Regions from separate parts of the Oryctolagus cuniculus genome. Here region 2 is linked to region 1. Evidence: chromatin contacts called from public Hi-C data. All regions are on one chromosome and are shown on one strand. Each heading gives the region's core, a stretch centred on a gene start, on an enhancer-like site or on the middle of the called end of the contact. The rest is flanking DNA. Distances are from core to core; before and after follow the strand shown. Region 1 overlaps CLMP (CXADR like membrane protein). Region 2 has its middle 41 kb from the start of CLMP.

What was found. A called contact is a pair of places that touch in the nucleus more often than the background predicts.
Region 2: a contact with region 1 is called in a Hi-C map of skin fibroblasts, with 2.8 times the contacts expected there. The contact joins two enhancer-like sites. A contact is called at or near these places in 4 of 6 Hi-C or Micro-C datasets (ear pinna, embryonic fibroblasts, psoas muscle and 1 more).

The regions. Positions count from the first base shown.
Region 1 is chr1:115,503,692-115,511,064 of mOryCun1.1, reverse strand. The region is part of intron 1 of CLMP (CXADR like membrane protein); the gene reads left to right. Among named protein-coding and RNA genes, the nearest start is that of HSPA8, 58 kb to the right of the region's middle. Within about 2 kb of position 6,039, at least 1 of the 8 cell types and tissues checked has an H3K27ac peak or open chromatin away from gene starts, as enhancers often do.
Region 2 is chr1:115,607,998-115,615,290 of mOryCun1.1, reverse strand. No RefSeq gene overlaps it. Among named protein-coding and RNA genes, the nearest start is that of CLMP, 41 kb to the right of the region's middle. Within about 2 kb of position 1,965, at least 2 of the 8 cell types and tissues checked have an H3K27ac peak or open chromatin away from gene starts, as enhancers often do.

The DNA.
Region 1 (7,373 bases), core at 4,790-7,289:
TGAACCGGTGCCCATACAGGATGCCTTTGCCACAGGCAGAATCTTAGCCTACTATGCCACAGTGCCAGCCCCATATATCTGCTATTTAACAACTACATTACAATGCCTCCCAAAAGAGCCCTTGAAAAACACTCCTAGAACAACTCAATGAATAACATGAGGGAAAAGATAAGAAAATCAGGGGGTCAATCCAGGAGATCCAGCATCTGAAAATAGATAGGCAAAGTAGAGAAAATGAGAAGAATTATTTGTAAATAGTACTACAGTTCCTGACACTTAAATGAGGCTACAGATTAAACTGCCCAGAACAATAAATGAGGGGGAAAAAAACTGACAATGAAACCCAGCATCATAAAATTCTACCACTCCATAGCCAAAGATAATCCTAAAAGCTGGGGCTGGCTGCAGCGCCGGCATCCCATATGGGTACTGGTTTGAGTCCCGGCCGCTTCACTTCCAATCAAATTCTTTTTAATGGCCTGGAAAGCAGCAGAAGATGGCCCAAATGCATGGGCCCCTGGACCCACATGGGAAACTCAGAAGTAGCTTCTGGCTTCAGATGGGCACAGCTCCGGCCCTTGCGGCCATTTGGGGAATGAACCAGCAGGTATAAGGTCTCTCACTCTCTCTCTCTCGCTATGTAACTCTTCCTCTCAAATAAAAATAAATCTAGGGGCCAGCACTGTGGTGCATCAGGTTAACACCCTGGCCTGAAGTGCCGGCACCTCATATGGGCGCCGGTTCTAGTCCCGGCTGCTCCTCTTCCCATCAGCTCTCTGCTGGGGCCTGGGAAAGCAGTAGAAGATGGTCCAAGTCCTTGGGCCCCTGTACCCATGTGGGAGACCCGGAGGAAGCTCCTGGCTCCTGGCTTTGGATTGGTGCAGCTCTGGTCATTGCAGCCAATTGGAAAGTGAACCATCAGATGGAAGACCTCTCTCTCTCTCTCTGTCTCTCTGCCTCTTCTCTCTCTGTGTAACTCTGACTTTCAAATAAATAAATAAATAATCTTTTTAAAAAAATCCTAAAAGCTTTGAGAAAACAAAAGGCCGCTTACAAAAGACTGGAATTAAAGATTGCATTAGACTTCTCAATAATAATTGGAAGCTAGAAATCAATGATGCAACAGCTTCTGAAATTCAAATGAGAATTCTATGCAAGCTAACCTTCTATGTTCAGTCAAATACTAAATCAAGTGTGAGACCCGGAATGCACGTGTGATGTAACAAGTGTTACCTGTAGGAGGGAAGTGAGATTTTCTGAGGGCAAGACAGACTTATCTTTTGTAGTTTACCACTTTGCTCTGTTTGAACGTTTACCATATGCTGACATTATTCAAAAGATTTTTAAAGCTCTTTAAGGAATGCTAACAATGAACTATCCTTGAAAACTGCCTGACTTAGTAAAGCACATAGATGATTTCCTGTTCTTCACCATCTACAGCTACACCGTACATGTTCCATATCCCAGGCATGAAGTGCACCAGGTCTGCAGAAAGGGAGGTCTGCCAGAACTGGTTTGCTGCTCTGATGAGAAATGCAAAGATCATTTGGAAGACAACCTCTTGGCAAGACCAACCCAAGTGTCATAGTTAGATCATTTGAATAAATACATGAGTGCATGAATGAATAAATGAGTGTGAAGCACTCTGAGTCATTTGGGTGTGGCTGAGTGACAGGAAGAAAGTAAAGTTACGAGCAATTACTTGGCATTACAGATCCTCCCTTGCTGAGACTTGACATTTTCTGCGGAGATAGAGATCGGGTATGGGGAGCCAAATTGCAAAGCCGGTCTATTCTTGCCACCTTAATGTGAGAAGCCCATTTATCTGCATACCATCATTAAATAGTGTACACATCAAGGTCCAGACTTCAAATTGCCATTATCTATTCCTGAGAGAAGAGCAGCTCTGAGATTGTCCTTATGAAGCATGAGCTAAGTCTGATTATGGCTCTACTCACACATTAGATGTAAGAAGCTCATTAAAGCTATTGTCTTAAGAACTCATCTAACATACTAGTTGTTTTAAAGTCATTTTAAAAGAGGCCGTGTTAAATGAATGGTATGGTGGATGTGGTCAACTTTTCATGAATATGTTAGTAAGAATATATTCTCAACATTTCTCCCAAACAATTGTTAGGTTCATAGCATAAACCTCTTGGGAAAATACTGCCACATTCTTTCTTTTCTTTTTTTTTAAGATTTATTTTATTTATTTGAAAGACAGGGTTAGAGAGAGAGGTAGAGACAAAGAGAGAGGTCTTCCATCCACTGGTTCACTCCCCAGATGGCTGCAACGGACGGAGCTGTGCTGATCCGAAGCCAGGAGACAGGAGCTTCCTCTGGGTCTTCCACATGGGTGCAGTGGCCCAAGGACTTGGGCCATCTTCCACTGCTATCCCAGGCCATAGCAGAGAGCTGATGGGAAGAGGAGCAGCTGGGACTCGAACTGGCACCCATGTAGGATGCCAGTGCTTCAGGCCAGGGCTTTAATCCACTGTGCCACAGCACAGGCCCCTGCCACATTCTTTAACATTGGCTATAAAAGCCATATGGAGAATTAATTACTGTCTTTCATATTCTACTTGATATAATCTTTGAAGATAATTCCCCAATTCCCTGAGACTGGGATGGCACAGTGTTTGTAAACTTCCCCCATGACATAGTCTAGGAAAATGTATTACCAGAATAACATGAACAGCATTCTACTTTATACCATTTGTAGAACTTAGGTTGAAAACTGACTATTTATGGTGAAATTTTTACCCTACTATTTATTAGCTCTGAGATATTAGCAAATTACTTATCCTGAGTCTTAGATTTTGCTCTATAAAAATGAGGCAAAATTCTGCTTCATAAGGTTGTCTGATTAAATGAAATAATATATAGTATATATATTATGTATCCCTTAGTGTATAGTAAAGAGCAGGTAAGCACTCAGTAGATGATAGATATTGATATTGTGAAGTATTTTATAATTTTCATAGTGTTATCAGATAAACTAACACCAAATTACAGTTCCCACTTACTCTGCATTAAAAAATCACAATATGCATGGGAGTTATGAAGTCTGAAAACTGCTACACAACATAAAAGTGTTAATACGTTTATTACTACATTTCTATATAATAGAAAGAACTCATGTCATCATTCATATTTTGAGGGATATTGTGGTGACCAAAAAAGCAGTGAACTGTTATAGCCTGTTAAATTACTGCCATTGCAAGTGGTGAGGCAGAGGAAGAACATGCATACTTTGAGTACGTGGTAGTAGTGTCTTAGATTGAACTCACTCCTGGAATAAATTTTTTTTTTTGACAGGCAGAGTGGACAGTGAGAGAGAGAGAGACAGAGAGAAAGGTCTTCCTTTGCCATTGGTTCACCCCCCAATGGCTGTTGTGGCCAGCTCACAGCGCTGATCCGAAGCCAGGAGCCAGGTGCTTCTTCTGGTCTCCCATGCGGGTGCAGGGCCCAAGCACTTGGGCCATCCTCCACTGCACTCCCAGGCCACAGCAGAGGGCTGGCCTGGAAGAGGGGCAACCGGGACAGAATCCGGCGCCCCGACCAGGACTAGAACCCGGTGTACCCACGCCGCAGGTAGATGATTAGCCTATTGAGCCGCAGCGCCAGCCCTGGAATATATGTTAAAATGACTGAACTGATCATAACTAATAATACAGGGTGGTGGTGATGAGTTTCCATCTTGGGCATTTTGTGTGCTCTTCTTTGTATCACTCACTCTAGGGGGAGTCAGCTGGCCTGTGGAGAAGTTCCTTTGGTGAGGGACTTAGAAATCCCTCTCTACCGACAACTACATGAGTGGCCGTAGAAGTGGATCTTCCCCCTAACTCAGTGGAGCCTTCAGTTGAGACGTCAGCCCCAGTGAGCACATGATTGGCCCTCATGCCACAGCTACCCAGCTAACTCAGGCCAGACTCCTAACCACAGAAACTATGAAGTAATATACATAACATATATTTGTTGTTTTGAACTGCTGAGATTTAGGACAGTTTTTTAATGCAGTGTAATATACATATAGAAAAATGAACATCATAAATGTACAGATTGATGAACTTCACAAAATGAACATGCCCAAATAACAAGTACCCAAATCTAGGAATTAAGCATAACCAGCACCTTAGAAGCCTCCCCATGTACCCTCCTTCACCAGGAAACTATCTAGACTTCCAAGAGCACAGATTAGTGTTTGCTGTTTCTGTACATTATGTAAATGGAATCATATGGAATGTACTCCCTTGGGTCTATCTTCTTTCAATCAGCATTGTTTCATTACATGTAGTTTCTTTTTTTTTTTTTTTTTAAGATTTTATTTATTGACTTGAGAGGTAGAGTTACAGACAGTGAGAGGAAGAGACAGAGAGAAATATCTTCCTTCTGCTGGTTCAACAGCCGGAGCTGCACCAACCTGAAATCAGGAGCCAGGAGCCAGGAACCTCTTCCAGGTCTCTCACGCAGGTGCAGGGGCCGGCACTTGGGCCATCTTCCACTGCTTTCCCAGGCCACAGCAGAGAGCTGGACTGGAAGAGGAGCAGCTGGGACTGGAACCGGTGCTCATATGGGATGCTGGTGCTTCAGGCGGAGATTAACCTACTGCACCACAGCGCTGGCCCCTACATGTAGTTTGAAAACTAGTTCTAAAATTTTGTTGTTTAACTTGTCCCAAATCATAGTAAAGGAGACTGTATGAGAATATATGATTGCAAGTAAAGACCGAGAGACATTGCTGCAGGTGACCAAGAATAGAACTAAGAGGATGATGAGAAGCTTTGAGGAAACTCTAAAGCAATAAAATGTTTAACTACATACTCTGGGAAGCAGTATAATGAAGTGTTAAGGAAAGGGTCTGAGTTAAAATGGCTAGATTAGAATACTCAGTGCATAAGGAGCTCTACTGCTAATTGTGTGAGCAGATTATTTCTACATTTTTCATTCTCTGTAGAACGAGGATAATAGTGCATACCTCATATGGTTATTCAGAAGGTGAAAAATGGAAGCGAATGAATCAAGTGGTAACCCTCAGCATATAATAAGTGGGCAACAATTGTTACCTATTAGTAAGAAATGTTTCCATATGGGGGTTTATAATACACAGGAAGGCAACTCTGTACTGTATGTCATTTTTATCACATAGGAGGTGATTTTTCTCAGTAGAAAATGAAACTCCCTCCATTCTTTTGTTTGTTTTCCCCACACGGCTCTTCTGTCCTTCTCTCGAGTGACTGTGACTGTGGGGACGAGATGAAGATCATTCTAGTCATCTTCTCTTTGCTATTAGCTTTGATAGGAAGGTGGAGAGGGAAGGATACATTTGAAGGCTGAATTGAGGCATCGATTTATCAGTGGATTTCAATTACCAGCATAATCTCATTACTTCAGGCCAAGGATCCCTAACAATGGACTGTTGCCCTCTCAATAGTAAGTCTGTATCTATTTTTAACTTTCCCCATCTGTTAAGATCTCTCTACTGAAGGTAATAAAAGATTTAGATTTAGCAAGCGCCTTAGCATTTAGAATGAGATAGAAGCTATAAATAGATATGTCAATGAAACAGGTTAGTGTGGGATCTGGTCCTCTGCGAGTCCTGAAATCAAAGGCATACATTCTTGTCTTATCTGTATATTGACTCTGGACATGTATATGTGTGTGTGTTACACAAACATGAATATATGCATGGAACATGAATGTAGAACTGTGGGCAGAATTCTGAGGGTTAACTGCTAGACTTCTGAATGGTAGAATGATGTCTGTGGACTGGGTCTGCTTCCTCTCAGAACGATTATTACTGGAAAATTTAGGATAAACATTACATCCAGATAGCCCCTAGCCTGCGGGACAGCAGCACAGCCACAAGCTGAGTATGCGATACTGACTGACCTTCCGCTTCCCACTGTCAGACTCTGGGAACTTGTCAGGACAAGGGATATTCCCATCTAGCCACCCAAGGCTGAAGTTAGCTTGGTGACTGGTTTGCTGACCAGGCAGGCTGCCACTCACAGAATTTGGGATGTCACTGCCTATCACTTATAGTTGCTAAAATTCCATCTGTTCCCCAAGACTCAGTGCAGATATTTCATTTGCTATGAAGCCACCCTGATGGCCACAGTGACCTTTGTCCTCTGAATTCCTAGAGCACTTTCTGACCTGCACACAATATTGGTTACACACTGCCTTGAACTGGGTTTGTTGAGTGCCTGTTTTATTTCTCTATTCGATCGTCATCCTTACATAGACAGGAGACAAGAGCATTTGTCTCTGCAGCACCGAGTAAGGTAAAGGAGTATCACTGAATTTTCTGAACAAGTGTGCACTCCTGGTTACTCGTGCCTGAATGCCAGCTATTTTGTCAGTGCTCCTGTTAGTACTGGCATCCAGAATCAGAAGGACTGCGGAAAGGATGTTAGTTTAAGGAGAGGTTATGGAAATCAGGTTCCCTGAATAGCTTATGACACACAATAATACAAAATTGGATACTAACATGCCCATCAAGATCTTGGAACAGTTTTGCTATGATTTCAGATTCTCAGGGAGAAGACAATATGAATAATTTGATTCATTTCACCACACTAGTGTTTTTTTTTTTTTAAAGATATTTATTTATTTATTTGAAAGAGTTACAGAAAGGGAGAGACACAGAAAGAGAGGTCTTCCATCTGCTGGTTAACTACCCAAATGGCTGCAATGGCAGGGGCTTGTGCCAGGAAAAAGCTAGGATCCCGGAACCTCTACCAGGTCTCCCCAGTGGGTGTAAGGGCCAAACATCTTTTGCTGTTTTCCTAGGCATGTTAGCAGGGAGCTGGACTGGAAGTGGAGCAGTCAGGACTTGAATCAGTGCCCACATGGGCTGCTGGCATTTCAGGGGCAGCTTAACCTGTTACACCACAATACTGGTCCCCAGACTAGTTTTACCTAGGAAACTGGCCTAAAGTCCAGACCTTGGTAGGCCTAACTGACCTTCTGCAGGCCTACTCCAGCTACAGATTCTGTATTACATATAGCCAGAGCATTGTTTTTTTTTTAAAAAAAGATTTATTTATTTGAAAGGCAGAGTTACACAGAGGCACAGGCAGAGAGAGAGAGAGAAGTCTTCCATCTGCTGGTTCACTTCCCAAATGGCTGCAATAGCCAGAGCTGGGTCAACCCGAAGCCAGGAGCCAGAAGCTTCTCCCAGGTCTCCCACACGGGCCATCTTCTGCTTTCCTAGGCCATAACAGAGGGCTAGATTAGAAGTAGGGCAGCCGGGACTCGAAGCGGTGCCCATGTGGGATGCCAGCACTGCAGGTAATGGCTACGCCACAGCAGAGGCCCCAGCTAGGGGCCTCTAATTCTAATTCAGCATAAACTGCTGGTCTGGAACA
Region 2 (7,293 bases), core at 716-3,215, 110 kb before region 1:
TTTTGCACTAAAACATGTTTATCTTTTCATTCCATTTTCTATGAACTTTCTGAAGTTCCCTGTACATTACCTTTCACAGCACTGCACTGAGACAAAGCAAAAGTGGAACCGGGCCAACCAATTAAATGCGTGAGCTACCAGTTTCTGCCTACAAGCAGGGAGGGCTCAGGACTATGTGTCCAGCATGCTAGAGATGGGGAAAGGGACAAGTTTCAGACACTGTCATTGCACTCAAACCAAATACCTACCTGAAAGCAAGACTAACTCATTTGGAAATAGTTCAATATAATTTCAAAACCAGTATAATCAGTGCTAAGTTATATTCTTCCGACTGTGTAACACAAAAGTATTTTAGACATGATGAGGGTGCGTGTTTGGCACAGCAGTTACGCCGCCTGCATTCCACATTGGAGTGCCTCTTGGCGCTGCTCCTGATTCCAGCTTCCTGTTAACGCAAACCCTGGGAGGCAGCGGGTGAGGGCTGCATCTGGACCCCTGCCTAGCACACTGGAGATTGGACTGAGTTCACAGCTTCCAGCTTTGGCCTGGCCTGGCTATTGCGTGCATTTGGAGTGAACTAGTGAATGGTGTGGGCAGCCACAGGTAGTCACCCCCTTTGTTTACACTTAAACATGTGAATGGAGACTTCCCGTCACAGACAATTGGGCTAGGGAGATTCCGGGAAGAGGCAGGAAGAACCTAAACCTTTCATAAGAGATGATACAGATAATCAGTCACACCTGTAACCTGCATTTATCACCTAAGTGTTTTATTCTAACCTTAAGAGCCTTTTTGATATGTAAATCTTTTGTGCTCCTTCTTGAAAACAACTGGTCATGTTTAAATACTACTGGATTTATTCAATAAAAGAGCCTTGATCAGGACTTGTCTTGGCTCCATTCTTTGCGTCCTTGTCCCGCATTCCCACTCTCTGTTTCAGGAAGATCCAGTTCATTGTGCCGCAGGCCGGCACAAATGGCAATATTATCATCTACCTATCTCTCTATCTCTGCCTCTCAAAGAAGTAAACAAATAAAATATTATGCATACTGGTGTTTAATAGTGATTATGTTATGGCAAATACCAAGAGATGGCCGTTCTTGTGCTAACCCAGCTGTAGTCTAGTCTAGGTGTGCTACCATTTCTTTCCTGCTTCCACCAGATCCCGAGACTGTCTTGCAATGGTGTTTTTTTTTTTTTTTTTAATATATTTATTTACCCGAAAGTCAGAGTTACACAGAGATAAAAGGAGAGGCAGAGAGAGAGAGGTCTTCCATCCACTGGTTCACTCTCCAATTGGCTGCAATGCCCAGAGCTCTGCCGATCCGAAGCCAGGAGCCTCCTCTGGGTCTCTCATGCGGGTACAGGGGCCCAAGCAACTTGAGCCATCTTCTACTGCTTTCCCAGGCCATAGCAGAGAGCTGGACTGGATGGAAGTGGAACAGCCCGAACTTGAACCAGCACCCACATGGGATGCTAGCACTGCAGGCAGCAGCTTTACCCGCTACAACACAGCACGGGCCCTTAAGGGTTTTGGAAGTGTTTGATTCTAACCTAAAACCTGTAAGAACGATTTCAAGACCAAGTGAGAGTCATCCGATTTGGCAGCCGGGAACGTGGGAGAAGCCGGTGACACCACTCCCCTGCCGGTTCCATTTCTGCCAAGGCTATCGCCGAGTGAGAGGCACCTGCCAATTCTCAGGGGACTAAAAGCGGTAGACGCAGCCACCTGGTGAGGGGCGTCGCGACTCACAGAGCTGACTCAGTGTACTAGTCATGGGGCGTTTTCAATTTTTTTCTCTTTATGAAACCCACAAAAACCAGTCTATGGCAGAAGCAGATGTTTTATGCCACCATCTAAAAATTTGTCTGAAGTCATGCATGTGTCTTATTTTAACAGTGCCCGAAATGGTACAGCAAGACTGCATTCAGCCCTTGCAATGAGCTCCCTCCCACACAGTTCTTTGAATATGCCTGTGCTGGGTAGGAGTTCAACAGCCTGGCGGCTTCTCCACAGTGAGTCAGGTGTGGAGGAGCCGGATGCAAGGGACTCCTCCGCCTGGGGGCCGTGGTGTCTCCCCCTGCTGAGTTGCCTTTGTCGGCTCCAGAGAAGGAAGCCATAACCTCTTCCAATGACAATGGATTGAGGGGCAAGCCATGGAAACAAACAGCACTCAGCTGCTGGGGAGTCAGTAGGCTGGTGACCTGTGACGTAAGGGCTCCACGGACATTCATTTGGTGAATGAATGAGGGTGAGCGAGCGAATGAAGGCACAGTCTTCTACAAAGCAGATGGCAGGTGGAAAGTGTGGGAGAGGCATCTGACAACACAAGCTCCCGTCCACGAGGGTTAGTGTGTACCTGTCACTCGCCTAGCACTTTGCCTGTACTGTCCCATTTTTACCCCACAGGAGCCACTGGAGTATGGACTGTCATGATCCTGGTTGTGCAGACAAAGCGAGCAATGAATTAACTTGCTTGGCTTAAGCTATTCCCAGGCAATGGTAGGATTTGCACAGAAGGATTCTCACTCCAGAACCCAAACTCTAACTGTGCTCTCAGCCAGAATCACAAACTGCTTAAGGGACATAGAGAAGAAGGAAAGTAAGGAGTTGTTCATTCATGTGGGTTCCTGCACTCAGGGTGGCTGGGCGTCCACTGGGAGCCAGCTGATGGTGGTGCCCATGACGGGCACAATGCGAACAGACCTTTGTGTCAGCCTGGGATTCTCCAGGAGTGAGGAGGGGTTGACGCGCTTCCTGGAGCAGTATGTTTGACTGGATTTTGAAGTGTGAGTGTGCATTAGAATTGAAGTGACTGCAAGAATACCTGTGGTTCTTCGCTCCTTCCTGTATCCTGGCCCCTTGCAATGGACTTGGTAGCTCTTCTCGTAAAAACATAGAGTCCTTTTCCCGTGATTTGAAACGTCACTTTTTTTTTTCTGGCTGATAGAGTCCAACGGAAGTGGTGCAGTGCCAGTTCCGAGCCCAGGCCTCAGAAGCCCCCCCCCCCCATTTCCTCTCTCTCCCCCTCTCTCTAACATTGCCACCTACATGTGAAAAGCCTGGATTGGCCTGCTGAATGATGGCAGACCACACAGTGTAGAACCCTTTGCCATTATATACAACCCATTAGACATAAGCGTGAAAGCATCTTAGAGTGCCCAGCTCCCTGCCAACCGGCAGTTAGCCTCAGAGACCTGAACCACCTCAGTCATGGTCAGCCAGGCCTGACCCAGACTAGCAGAACTGCTCGAATAGCCTCCAGACGCGTGAGCAAAAGCTCACATTACAGTCGTGTGAGGCTGAGGTCCTGTGGTTGTGTGTCATAGGCAGTCATATTGGAAGACTAAACGCAGTGTGATACAGACTGCATTGTAATCCAGCTATTTTGCGTCTTTCAGAAAAGAATGTACATTTTCTGGTTCCTCCCAGACAGGGCTTCTCAAACTTGGCACGGTGACATTTTGGGCCACATCACTGTTGTTGTTGTTGTTGTTTTTGGGTGGGGGGTGGAGGTTGTTCTGTCCGATGTAGGATGTTCAGCTGCATCCTTGGCCTTCTAAGGGACTCTGACATGATTTTGCAAAGTGGGCTTCTTTGGACTTAGACTGAGCTGCAAATCCAGGGAAAGGCTCCCTCTCAAGTTCCTTTATTTTCAGCTTCTCCAGAAGGAGAAATCCCCTCCTTGAAATCTCTTATCACAAAGTGGACCACACCTAGAGCCCGGAGGAACTCTGCCCCAGGCCCTTGTCTGTCCCAGGCTCATTCTGTACCCTAAACATCGCTGACCAGCCTCAACAGTCACTGGCAATGCCCACTCCCCTCTCCTCTATGCAGAGGGCGTTTAAGGGGCCAGGCTTTGTGGCACAGAGGGCTAAGCCACCACCTTGCTATTCCACTTCCAGTCTACTTTCTCTGATGCACCTGAGAAAGCAGCAGGTGATGGCCAAGTACCTGAGTTCTTTCTACCCACGTGGGAGGCCCAGATGGAGTTCTGGCTTCCTGGCTTTGACCTGGCCCAGCCTTGGCCTTTGCGGCTATTTGGGGAGAGAACCAGCAGATGGGACCTATTTCTCTCTGTCTCTTCCTCTCTCTCGGTCACTGTGCCTTTCAAATATATACATAAATCTTTTTAAAAAGAGAGTATTTAAACTTCAACCATCTGGTACTTCTTTGAATTTTCATATTTTGTGTGGTTCCCTTGCACATGTGCACAATAAGTTTGTGTGCTTTTTTTTCCTGCCAATTTGTCTACTGTCAGTTTATTTCAGCAGACCCAATTATCAGACCTCCAGAGGGGAAAAATGAACTTCCCTACAGTATCTACCCACTAGGTGCCAGTAACAACTCTAATTGTAAACCAGCAACATCTGCAGCTGAGAGCCACCAGTTTGGAAACAATGCAAAAAAGTTTAGTTTCCAAATACGCAAAGCCCCTCCAAACACACCGTCTCTTTTATAAGATGGTTCAGTGGTGGACCAAGCGCAGGCCATGTGCCTCACAAGTGCCTTTGTGAGGACGCGGAGCCCAGACAGGGCTCAGCAGGGAGGTGTCCATGTCAAGGTGTTGCATCCACTCGTCAGCTAAAATAGAATATTGCAAAAAACAGTGACAGCCACACATGAATTTTATTGAAAATGGGAGGCAAAGCGGCCGATCAGGACCAACACTCCTTACCAGCATGTGGCCCCCAACACATAGCTTTTTATAGTATTCTGTCCACTAGGGCTCACAATTTCGAACCCCTGGTGTGCAGTTAACAATTAAAAAAAAACCAACAGAATATGCTTGTAAGATAACAGTTAACAATAACAAACCCAGGAACAATAACAAACCCGAGACAGGGCTGTAAGGTTACAGTGCAGGGCGTCTCTGTCATCTTAGGCAGAACACTCAGGTTGTGTCCTTTCTCAGTTCCTTGGAATTTGGGCCCACATAGTTTCACAAGATGCACCCTTAGCCATTAGCAAGCAAAGCCAATGTGTATAGAAGCAAGAGATCTGCAATTAGCTTTTAGCCACTCACTCCATTTTGATTTTGACTCTACAAAGGCTTGCTCTGGACAGGGCGGGGGCTGGCCCAGCACACTGTGGGCTGCCTGGACAATGAAGTCCAAATGAAAAGAGAGAAGCGAAATGTGGAAGACAGGCAGGAAATGCGCCTACAGGCCACCAAGTACACGAGCCCGCCTGTCTCCCTCTGGCCTAAACTCTGGCTCTTAGATCATTGTCATCCTTTTCTAGACTGCTTTAAAAAGGGGCAAATCATTTAGAATAAAAAAAAATAAATAAAAAAAAAAATAAAGCTAGTGCAATTTAGAATAAAAAAAAAGGGGGGGGGGCAAATCCATCCTCACGTTCCCCTTCGTGCCTGCATTTTATACATGACAGTTCCAAAAGCAATGCTCCTGTTTCATCAAAGACTTCCTTTCAGGGCTAAGAAGGGTGGCTGGGCCCTGATCCACTGCTTTCCCAGGCACATTAGCAGGGAGCTGGATTGGAAGCCGAGCAGCCCAGCACTCGAACCACTACCCATATGGGATGCTGACTTTGCAGGTAGTGGCTTAAATTGCTGTACCACAATGCAGGCCCCCAAAGCTAAAATGTAAATGAGTATTTCTATCATGATTGTACTTCCAGGAGCTACTCCACTCCGTGAGAGAAAGCCAGACGCAGGCCGTGGAAGAACCTGTTACTACTTACCAGCAGACAGCAGCTTGCTCAGCCGGTTCACTGCTTCCAGAAGATGGAAGGAGGCTGTGCATTTGCTGGTGCTGGTGTCTGACCCAGCTGTTCACCCTCACAGTCCACGGATAAGCGTATTTGGACTTGTGTCTTTGGAAGAAAAGAAAAAGCAGCAACAACAACAAAGAAATAACCTCTGACTTTCCCTGCTTTACAGGAAAAACATGGATTCAACTGCAAATAATCTGTTTCCCACATGAAAAGTAAAGAGAACACCCATTCATTAAGAAAAAGAAGAACTCCAAGTTGAAGCCATTTCAAATTCTGAATTCTCTGTGTCTTGCTGGCAAACCTAACTCCATTTTCCCGAGTTTCTTATTCATCCCGTGGGCCTGTGCCCAGTTGTGCACTTCAGGAGTGCTTTCAGAAAATGGACGAAGTCATAGACTCTCTGTGTCGTAGAGCTGGACCCAGCCAGCGTTAGGAAAACAAACTATTAATCCCCTCTCTGTATAATTCAATGCGATTTTTCCTGTGGGGTTTGTGCGATGGCTCAGCTTTGTGAGCACAAGGGCGTATCAGGGCGGAAAACAAAAAGGTTTGAGTTTAGATGAGTTTTCCCCCAAGGGCTTTTTTTTTTTTTTTTTTTTTGAGAATTCACATCAAATCCAAATGTTCGGAAAGACAAATTAGTCATAGGTTTCAATGATTATGAATCTTCTTGGCAGAAGACACGCAGAGACTCCACTGGCCAATGGGAGAGAAGGTTCCAGAATGCACCACCTCGGCCAAGTATTAGCTGCAAGGCTAGGGGAGGAGATCCCAGTGAGTGCCTGACACTGCAGTTTCCTCTACGCCCAGCAGGTGATGCTCAGGAACGCCTGGCACCAGGCCAGACCTGCATCCCTCCAGAAAGCGGTGGGGGTTCAACTTGGAAAGGAGACACTTCCCCTAGGAGGCTCATAGACCAAGACCCTGTCTCCTAGCTCAGCAAATTTAACAAATAAAACGAGCAGAGAAACGACAGTTTCTGTGTACATTGCGCCTTGCAGATTTCACAGCACTTCCTCTTAAATTATCTTTTCAGACCCTCAAAACTCTTTAACGTATGTAGGAAAGTGGTTGTAACTCAAATTTTGAAAATGAGGTATTCGGGGAAGTTAAAGGCCTGGCCCACAATCGCAGGCAAACTTGCCAAGGCCCCGGGGTTGGAACCCAGCTTTGTGGTCTCCAGATCTCGAGCTTTTCTACCCACGTTTGGGAACATGGCCTCTGGGGGACACTTCCCTAACCCCGGCCACTTGTGTCAGCACCACCTTCCTGCCCTCACTCTTACTCCCAAACCAACCTTCAGGAATGTAGCATTCCATGGCTGGATCTAAACAAGCCAGGAACAATATTGCTTCATTGATTATATGTGAATGAAGCCTTCATTTATTTCTTTATTTGAGACACAGAGATGGACAAGACAGCAAGAGAGGGAGAAGGTTGGAGCCGGCACCATGGTGTAGCAGGTTAAGCCACCGAATGTGGCGCCAGCATCCCATATCGGCACCGGTTCAAGTCCCAGATGCTCCACTTCCAATCCAGCGCCCTGCTATGGCCTG